2 separate regions of the Triticum aestivum genome follow, and region 1 is linked to region 2. Evidence: chromatin contacts called from public Hi-C data. All regions are on one chromosome and are shown on one strand. The core of a region is the stretch at or near the end of the contact, and the rest is flanking DNA. Distances in the headings are between cores, read along the strand shown.

The links. A called contact is a pair of places that touch in the nucleus more often than the background predicts.
Region 1: a Hi-C map of leaf shows a contact between it and region 2, with 5 times the contacts expected there. The contact joins the promoter of LOC123053450 here to the promoter of LOC123053447 in region 2. A contact is called at or near these places in 2 of 5 Hi-C or Micro-C datasets (both in leaf).

The regions. Positions count from the first base shown.
Region 1 is chr2D:407,280,357-407,285,248 of IWGSC CS RefSeq v2.1, reverse strand. LOC123053450 (polyadenylate-binding protein RBP47) reads right to left here and starts at 2,231. Exons shown (of 6, transcript XM_044476933.1): 1 at 1,762-2,231; 2 at 489-942. The coding sequence starts at 2,136.
Region 2 is chr2D:406,614,121-406,619,028 of IWGSC CS RefSeq v2.1, reverse strand. LOC123053447 (mitochondrial uncoupling protein 3) reads right to left here and starts at 2,217. Exons shown (of 2, transcript XM_044476928.1): 1 at 1,665-2,217; 2 at 1-542. The coding sequence starts at 2,036. The coding sequence ends at 6. LOC123053443 (zeaxanthin epoxidase, chloroplastic) reads right to left here. Exons shown (of 16, transcript XM_044476924.1): 11 at 4,771-4,835; 12 at 3,663-3,752; 13 at 3,516-3,570; 14 at 3,295-3,383; 15 at 3,116-3,203; 16 at 2,614-3,002. The coding sequence ends at 2,925.

The DNA.
Region 1 (4,892 bases), core at 982-3,481, 670 kb before region 2:
TCCATATTGCCCTTAACAAAGAAGCAGAATACATGACATGCTCCATATATGAATATAAGGACTTGTAGGAATTGAAGCAGTAGAACTGGCGCCACTAGAGGCAGTAGGAACACTAGCACCGCAGTGGAAGTGGATTTGTTTGTTTGATACTATCTGTAAATCTCTACAGGTCATGTACGTAGTCCAGAAAGGCAAAACAAGTACAGATAAATGATCAATAACAGAAGAAAGCACCATTCTTCATTAAAAACAGGATGTGTTCCAGAAAACTAATAGGAGAACACTACGACAGCATCAGGGACATACAAGGTATGAATAGATTTTTCCAAAACAAATAGTGATAGTAATGGTAGGTACAATGTGGCCATAAAATGAGTCATATTTAGTGAAAGTTCAAGCACTTGTACAAAAAATACAAGACAATCCACGAACTAACAAAAAGGCCGGACAGTTTAGGGCTGCAGAACAACCGCGAAGAAGGGACATACCAGAGGTTCTTCTAGGTGTTGCAGGTCCTACGCGAATCGGTCGAGTAGAGCAATAAACACCGTTCATTTCAGTCATTGCATGAGCTTTGTCGGTATCATCTCCAAATCTAACAAACCCATAGCCCCTAGAACGGCCTGTGTTTGCATCAATGATAACTTTAGCTCCTTTCACGGAGCGATACTTGCTAGCAAAAAGCTCCATCAACATTTCATCAGTAACATCAGCAGCTAAATCACCAACAAAAATTGAGTGGTCAGAGACAACTTCTGATCGCTTTTCACCCATGCTATAGGATGCCCAGTTCAACTTAAAGGCTCGATCGGTGTTGGGCATCACATGGCCAGTAAAATTCTGAAGGGCTTTGTCTGCTGATGCATGGGAAAAGAACTCTACAAAACCATATCCCTCTGATTGTCCAGTTTGCCTATTGCGGATAACTTTTATTGTTACCACCTATGAAGCAGATGTAGAGAAAAGGGTGAGTAAACTAGTAGCTGGGCAAGAGAAGAAATATGCAATGATTGAAGGGGAAAAAATAGATGAACCCATGAGTGGTTAACATTCATTATGTCTTTTAATAAACCTATCATGGTTGATGTGTGTAAAGGATAGTTCCTGCCAAATTGTACAAACACAAGATCGCGTACAACTTGCTTTCTTCGTTAACCATCTTCCAGACAAAGTACTTGCCACTTTTCCCAATTCCTGTCCACGTCAGTAAGCAAACCTCCCAATAAAAGATAGCCGTAATTGGTCAAGGCTTTCATTATGGCTTCCTTTCACCCCTCCAACCGTTATTTTACTTATTCTGTAATCACCAAAATGCAATAACTAGCTCAGCTCATTCACAATGTTCATTAAATTATACGCGCCAAGACCGTTTCGTCCAAACGAGTACTAACCAAACTAGTATAAATCCCCAAAGTCGGCACCTTTGGAAGCTAGCATCGCAAAGAATAATGCTATTTTGTTTGTTATTACAATTCAGAAAGAAGAAATGGCTTGCAGCTATGGAAGTAATAACCATTCAAAGAAGAGCATTCCATCCGTACTGTATTGAATGGCCTTAAAGTTGGCGCCTTGAGCAACTTTTCACGGCTAATTATAGAAGCATCGCCTTTTATCCGCATCAAACGACAGCAAAGCACAAAATATACGCTTTCATGGCAATTTGATGGCACAACACATGAATCAGGACAAAGGAATGGGGCGAATCTTACTGTATTCGCGAGATCTAGTACGGACAAGTCCGGATCGGGAGAGAACACAAACCTCGCCGCTGGGGCCGAAGCAGTTGTGGAGGTAGTTCTCGTCCATCCAGTACTGGAGGTCGCCGACCCAGATCGTCTTATTCTCCTCGCAGCCGTTCCCGCCGGATCCGGCCGCGGGTGGGGTCGGCGTGCGTCGCCCGGCCGCGGCAGGGGGAGGCGGCGGCCCCGGCGCGTAGTGCTTGGCGAACTGCGGCGGGGGCGGGGGCGGTGCGGCCACCATGGACGGCGGCGGGTAGGGGAGGACGACCCACCGCGGCTGCGGCATGTGGTGGTGCGGGTGCGGGTGATGCGGAGGTGGGTGCGGATGCGGGTGCGCGTGGGGGTGGTGAGGCGGCACGGCCACCTGTGACTCCGTTGTGGTCGCCGCCATCTGCATCGCCGCCCGCGCCGCCGCCGCCGAGGAGGGTCGCCTGGGGTTGGGGGAGTCTCGTGAGGTTGCGGAGGGCGGAAAGAGAGGGTGCCCGTGGGTGAGGTGACTGGATATATAGCGGGCTGGCGGCGGATCCAGGCCGTCGGATCTAGGAGTTCGTTATCATGCTGGTCGTTGATTGAATGGGGGAGGCAGGCTAACGTGTAGGGCCGGTGGGAGGTCCCAGATTTGGAGCGCATTGGTAGCTGCCGTTATAGCGCTGCCAGTGTGGGCCCTGTGGTTAGGGAGTGCGATTGGAAAGTGTTTTTCTTTTTCTTTTTCTTTTCCGGGAGTCTTGTTGCTGGTTTATATGATGCGAATTTATTATGCTGTCATAAATCAGTGTATGGTCGAGTGTCTTGCGACAGCATTTGGCAAATGAAGAACGAAATAAATACGGCATTTTGTTATTAATATATCCGTGTTATTTTGAGGCTGTGAAATGAGGTGGTGCTGGACAAAGCTTTTAAGGTTGAAGTTCTTCCTTCGTTCGATTTTTGAAAGTTCGACATGATTTTCTAGGTTTCGATTTTGAATAACAAAACAAAATATGTGTAGTATGTTGTATGCGCAAACACTATATGTTTAGAAACTTCATTCAGTGATGAATCTCAAGTTACTATACTTTTTGTACTAACATATGACACACATTTTGCTATTTAAATTAAAGATCTAAAAACATGCGCCCGACCTGTAAATCGAATAGAGGTAGTATTAAGAAGTTATATTTAATTATTTTGGTTCACCATAGAAATTCTCAACAAATGAATATAGCTTCCATCAAAATCAAACAATCACTATGGCACCTTGGGTGAGTCGTTGATTCCAGAATGATGTGTATGGTATGTACATTGTACCACAACATGACCATCAACGGATTAAGGTTTGCATGGTTTAACCATTGCTAACATGGTCTTGCGTGCCATATACTATGATTTTCTCTTCGCGTCATGGATATTTATTTGACGATTCATGTCAAGTCTCTTGAAATGGAATTTTTAGGGTTTTGCTATAGTCTTCGAGGATCCGGTCGCTCAATGGTTGTTCATGTAGATTATGAGGCTTTGATAAGTTAACATATGCTTCAGTCCACCGCCACATAGTTTGTGATTAAGTGGCGTGTTTCTACAAACGGTGAGTTCTTGCTTAAGAAAGTCATGTGTCGGCACAACATGAGGGCACTAGTGTTTTCCTTTAGGGGGGGAGGGGGCAGTATTAGGTTGCATTGTTCTAGATCACATAGGATTTTATGTGCCAATTTGTAGTTCTATGCAAAGTAATAAAGACGTATTTTGTTGCAAAATAAAATGGTATACAACCTAGTAATTAAACAAATATGGATATGATAACAATTATGCTAAAGTTAGTATGTATCTTGAGTATTAATTTGATACCCAGCCCATTGGCATACACGTGGGCGTCGTTGATGGTTTTCTATGATTAATAAGTGATATTATGTGGCATTAGTATATGTTGTGCTTATACATCTATATTTAGAAAGTATGCTATGGAATGACTTTATTTAACCAAGTTCATTCAAGTTAGCATATGTTGTTTTTAGTATATCATTTGGATGAGCACTTAGATGAATTAGTTTTTAAGGAGTGGAGTTCCTTATCTATAAGAAGAGCTGACCGAGAGTGTGATTCGGATCAAAACAAATGGATGAGCTACTGGTAGCGGGTCTTGCGGCAAAACTATAATATCACGACGATGGTATCTCGATGGGTGCATTTTCCTCTCATCCTTGTCGGTTTATAGTTTTCTTTGCAACCAATAGCATTGAAGATCAAAAATTCATCTCCCATTTTGGACTTGATTAGAACATATATTTTGGCCCATTATTAACAAAGTGTTGACGACATTAATATTTTTTATCAGTTTCTTGAGCCCTTTATACAAAATAATTAAATGTATAACTTTAAGTGTGTGGTCTTAAACAATGGTTTCTTTCCCCTCTGGCACGACGACTACGGAAAGCCTTCCTTCCCTCAATCTCCGTCAGCGAGCCTGTGGATTCACCTCCCCTCCGCCTGCCGCTTTGGCGGCCGGAGGCGGGGAGGATTCCTAATGCTTCGGCTCTGGCTAGTTGATAGTTAGGGTTTTAGTCCTCGCAAGGACGGTGTTTGACGGATGACGACGCTTCTTCTCCGAGTCTGTCTTCCGGGCTCTGATCCTCGTCAATTTCTTTCGTTGGGACGGATTATACGGAGCGCCGACATAGATTCCTGTCAGCTCCTCGGGGCGGTGAAGTTAGAATTTCTCATCGTGCGTACGCAACGGCGATATGTGGTATCAAGTTCTTCAACGGCAACGACTGCGGCTCCGGGGCGCTAGTCCTCAGGGGCACGTGCACAAAGACTTTCTGGATGTCATTGTCCACTCCTCATCTCCAATTTGAACATTTACTATCGCCATCGAGTCCCCACCCCCCCCCCCCCGCTGGTCGGTGTTGTACTATGTTTTCGGTACTGTTTACTTGAACCTTGACAAGCGGTTGATCAGGTTGTATGGCCTGATTTGCTATGCAGGCCAAGAAGTGTGTGCGCGCAGCTGGAGCTGCAACATAATGGGAGGAGTTGGTGGGCGCGGTCGCTAGAGCGGCGACACCGTCATGCACTACAAAAAAGAGACACATCCGTGACATTTTGGGCTGAACGATTTTTTTCTATCATGCTTATGACACTTCTATGACGATAATTGTGATAAAACCCCGGTATCAT
Region 2 (4,908 bases), core at 968-3,467:
CACTATCAGAACGAAGAAATACCTGATGCCTGTCGGAGTTTTTCGTAGGAAACCCAGAACACAAACTGCCATGGGCCAAGCCTGGCCCATGTAGGTAAGAAACCCTTCCACAATGCTGTTAGGCCCTCATGTTTGACGGTCTTGACCAAACAATCATAAGAATTCCTGTACAGAGCCTTCGCCTCCAGGCCCTGGTTCATCATCCTGGTTTTGATCACATCCGCTGGGCAGCTCAATGTAGTTGCAGACAGACCAGAGGCAACAGAGGCCAGTGTGTGAGCATACAGATTGTCGTCGCAGATCTGCTTGCGGATGATGAAATGCTTTGCCTGGTCGTAGCAGGTCAACTCGCCCATGTTGACAAGAAATGCTCGCTGGGCATTAGGACCAACCCCCTTCCAAAGTCCTAACAAACCTTCTGCACGAGTGATTTTCGTGAAGGCATCTAAGATTCCTGTATACCGAGGTCGAATGCCTTGGGTCAACAATCTGCTGTCTGCTTGCATCCTTACCTTTATGAGATCAGCTGGACTTGCCACCACCTGCACTGCAGAGTAGGAGGCACATTAACTATTGCATTAGATAGAAATATATTGGGCAAGAAAATAGTTACGTACATTTGTTAAAAGACAGTGATTCTACATCTAGCAGATAACTATGTCATGCTGATCACTGGCTGTCACTTTCCTTTTACATATATCACATATTTCTCCAGGGATACAAGTACCATTTATATCATGCGAGGGGTGCAGTGAACTGCCAACCATCACGGGGAGGTTATGTGGAACAATCTTATAGTTCATTCAGGCCTTATCAGCAGACGCAACGGACATGATTGAGGTTGATGCCACGGCCAAGATAGACCCTACTGTGGCTTCATGTGTCGTATTAGCAAATATAGTCATCACATGAGGATACGGTGGAATGCAAGCACATATCGATGGTATCATGTACACAGTATGCCACGGTAACTGGAGATAACACTGTCTTCCTAGCAACTGCTGCCACTGCTTGGTGTGGTTATTGTGCCATACGAGTATACAACAACACATTCACGCCGAGATGTGCTGCATAAGATGAGTGATACTTCAAGATCTGGGGTGATAATGAGTTAATGATAGTGATGGCGATAATGAGTTAATGATAGTGATGGCGATAAACAGTCTTGACTTTCCCCATAAGATGTAGCATGCATTTTGGTTTCAAACATACAAACGTACTTTTTGATTACTTCAACCAACTGGGCTATGCATCCAGGTCCAGGTGCACAGAATCCATACCGTAATACTATCTCTTAGCCCTAATACACTTCTTCATACGAATGTAAGAGAATGGCAATGCTTAGCAATGTTTAAAATGAATAGCTTTTTACGGTATCTAAACAGACCCATGGCAACAGTAATGCTGGTTTCAGATATACATTCTCTTAATTCTCGCACTCCCAGTATATAAGTATACTGTTTTAAAAGCCTAATACTACCAAACAGTCCTCAGTCTCGCGCTGTGAGTGCATCACAGGTTCTCAATCTTGTGCAGGAGATCACATTTCTCCATCGTAGCACAGATCAGAAGTTCCTTGATTAGCTAAGACGAATTGCACATCGCCTTGCAGGCACAAGAGCAAAGCACTTCGACGGATCTGATATTCACAGAGACATGTTTACCTGCGCGGCGACGCCGGAGGCTCCCCCAGCAATCGCTTTCTCGAGGAGGCCCACCTCCCGGCCCCCGCTGGCAAGGGAGGACCGGAGGTGCTCGTAGCCGACGATGCGGAGCGGCGTGTAGAAGAGGTGCCGGAGGACGGCGGGGGAGAGGCCCCGGTAGAACCCCCCGTCGCGGACGAGCTCGCCCGCGACGCGTAAGACGCCACCGCCGCTACCACCACCACCACCGGTGCTGCGGCGGAGCTGGAGGCGCGTCTTGAGGGCGTCGAGGGGGAAGGTTGAGACCTCCGCCGCGGCGGCCGAGACCGACGATAGGGAGACCTTGGCTAGGGTCTCGCTCTCGCGGCGGTCGCCGGCGGCCCGGGGTGACATGGCTTACGAGGGCAAACCTCACTCGGCGTACCGGTGGAGTATACATGCCTACCGCGCGTGCATCTGGACCGAACAAGGATGATCCAACGGCTGTAGAATCGGTCTGTGCGGGGCTACGATCGAGTGGTTCCGCCCCAGGTCCCGCGCCGCGACGGCGAGCCACGGCCGCGGCAGCCAAGACCACACTACCGCGTGTCTTGGATCCCCCGTCATGATCCTAAGGTTCAGCTGCTGATGATTACTTATTTCTACTCCCTCCGTTTCTAAATACAAGTCTTTATAAAGATTTCACTATGAACCACATACGGATGTATATAAATGTATTTTAGAGTATAGATACACTCATTTCGCTTTGTATGTAGTCCATAGCACAATCTTTATAAAGACTTATATTTTGGAACGGAGAAAGTACTTACTAAGTTGATTCCTGGGTCTAAGTCTCGCTCTTACCACGAAGAGAAAATATCGAACTACAGACTACTGGCGCATATGCCTTGGAACGAATCATGGTGTTCATGCTGGTTCCTTGGTCCATTGCGTCATGGTGTTCATGCTATGATTGCCTTCGGCTTGATTATGCAATATTAACATGTTTTTCTATCTTGCAGTATGAACACGTGTTAATAGGCACAACAATGTACTGTACTGGGTACAGTATTACAGTGGCAACAGCTAAAATTGCCTACCCCTATTGTACACCCTCAGTTCTTTTTCGTAGAACTGCAACGTAGTAATTCTGTCAGAAGCTATTCAAAATCCTGTTCTGGGATATCTGGATGAGTGCAAAAATTACAATTCTTTTTCTTTCCTTGGCGATGATGCAGTGTCGGCTGTTTACTGAAGAATGCTGTACAGTGGCTGGTGACAAGGTGTCGCTGAAGTCCCCACTCATGCTGCCTGCAGAACTTCTCCACCTCTCGCGGAGTCGTATGGAAGCGTGCTGAGCACTTTCACCCGGAACATGGCCTGCAAATTTGCACAAACTGATCAGAAGTGGGCATTTCACGACGAATCATGATTGACTGGACCATCAGGCAGATAGGAAGCAAGGTAAGCTACGGAGAACAGGATATGGCTACCTTCTTATCTGAACCAAACTCAATGGCATCAGAAGGGTGGAAACGAACTGGGAAGTTCGGAGGTAACCGGTAGCGTCTGCCTTCGTTGCTGGAGATTCCACACGGAAGAGAATGAGTTAACATGTAAAGTTTCGACTTCTGGAGCAAGAGAGTGGAATCAGGCTGCTCTCAGAACTTACTCGTTAAACCATGTACCATGCTCGCTTCCGAGATCGGTCAAATAGAAACCCTTATTCTTGCATGTGATAGTAGCATGGATCTCTGATACCTGCAAGGAAGTTCAACAGATCAAAGGGAAGTTAAGAAGTTTATCGACAAAGGAAAATGCAGCCATGAGTGCAATTTTGATGATTAAACGGGTAACACTAAAAATTTGCCACATATCATTTTAGTAACTTACTTGTGGCAAGGGGAACGACAACGAAGAATCAGAATTGCTCGGATCTGGTTTGCTTCTGCCAAGAAAAGGAGACATTTGTTTTATTCCGCAACGCCTTGAGGAAAAAAGTGTTGTATAAAGAGAAATATTTTTGCTATGTACACCTACCCAATAGAGAGTGTCCTCTGTTCATCCCTGATCAAACGAATGGGCTGCAAGGCAGAGTCATCTCCAGAGCTCATAGGGAAGAGGTACCACCTGTGAATAGTCACTCAAATAACTACTCTTTTCAAAGGCGCTGAAAGTAGTATGCAGAACATGCTGCGTGGGTAGCGCCATGGACGGATCTTGGGATCGATCGTGACGGGTCCGCAGGCCTGCTGCGGGACGGTTTCTTGATGGCGGTGCAGATTCCCCATGGCGATCCTCAAGTGACGGCACTGTCTGGCCAGCAAGGCTTCGATGATGGTGATCTGCTTTTCACGTTCTGGTTCCGGCCATGTCGGCCCCTAGGCTGACGGCCTATGCAGGGCTCTCTCTTGCGGTGGCCATCGAAAGGTCATTGTGAAGGCTCCTTCCTTCAGCTCCGATGGTTTACTTCAATGGTGAGATGCAAACTATAAAAGACGGCTTGACGCAGAGGGATGGTGGTGCATCAGCGTTGGTGCATATCGCATTTTGTTGCTGGGATCGCGGAAAAGTGGTGGTCACAACACATGGGTGATGTTGACGGTCGTGCTACTCGAGCTTCAGGTCTCGAGATCCGGGGTGAAAGCCTAGGTCTGACCCGAGTTGGTTATACCTGGCAATGTACCTTGTTCAAGGCATTGCTCGGTTTTGCTCGAACTGATTCTTCAGGGTGAAAACCTAGATTCTTGCCTTTGGTGGTTGGATCCGGTGATGGTGATGCATGAGCGTTGCTCCCTTCCTGAAGGCGTTGCTGTTGAAGAACTTCATCGTCCGTGTGTTGTTATTGAATTGGTTGGTGCGGATATGGTCTATGTTATAGCTTGCTGATTGCAGATCTGCTCGCTTTAGGGGTTTTTTATCGTCTATGCATAGCTTTGGTCTTATTTGACTTTGCTATTTGCTGACGATTTTTTTTTGTGTGCGTTGGTGTTGGCTGTGTACATTCTAACTATGCAGAGGCCGGGTGTGTGCTCATTGTGTTTGTATCCTCTTAATGCTCATTCTGAGCCAATAAAATCCACCCTTTATCGAAAAAAAAGAACATGTCTGGTTCAAAATGAAACCAGAGGGTAAGCAATGAACTTACTCTCCACCCATAGCTTGTTCCAATGCATCGTCATCCTGAAACCATCGACCAAGCTGGTTGCTTGCCTACAGTGGGATGCTAAATGTCAGAGATTGTCAAATAGTTATCTTGTTTTGTAGTTATTAGTGTTTACATGTC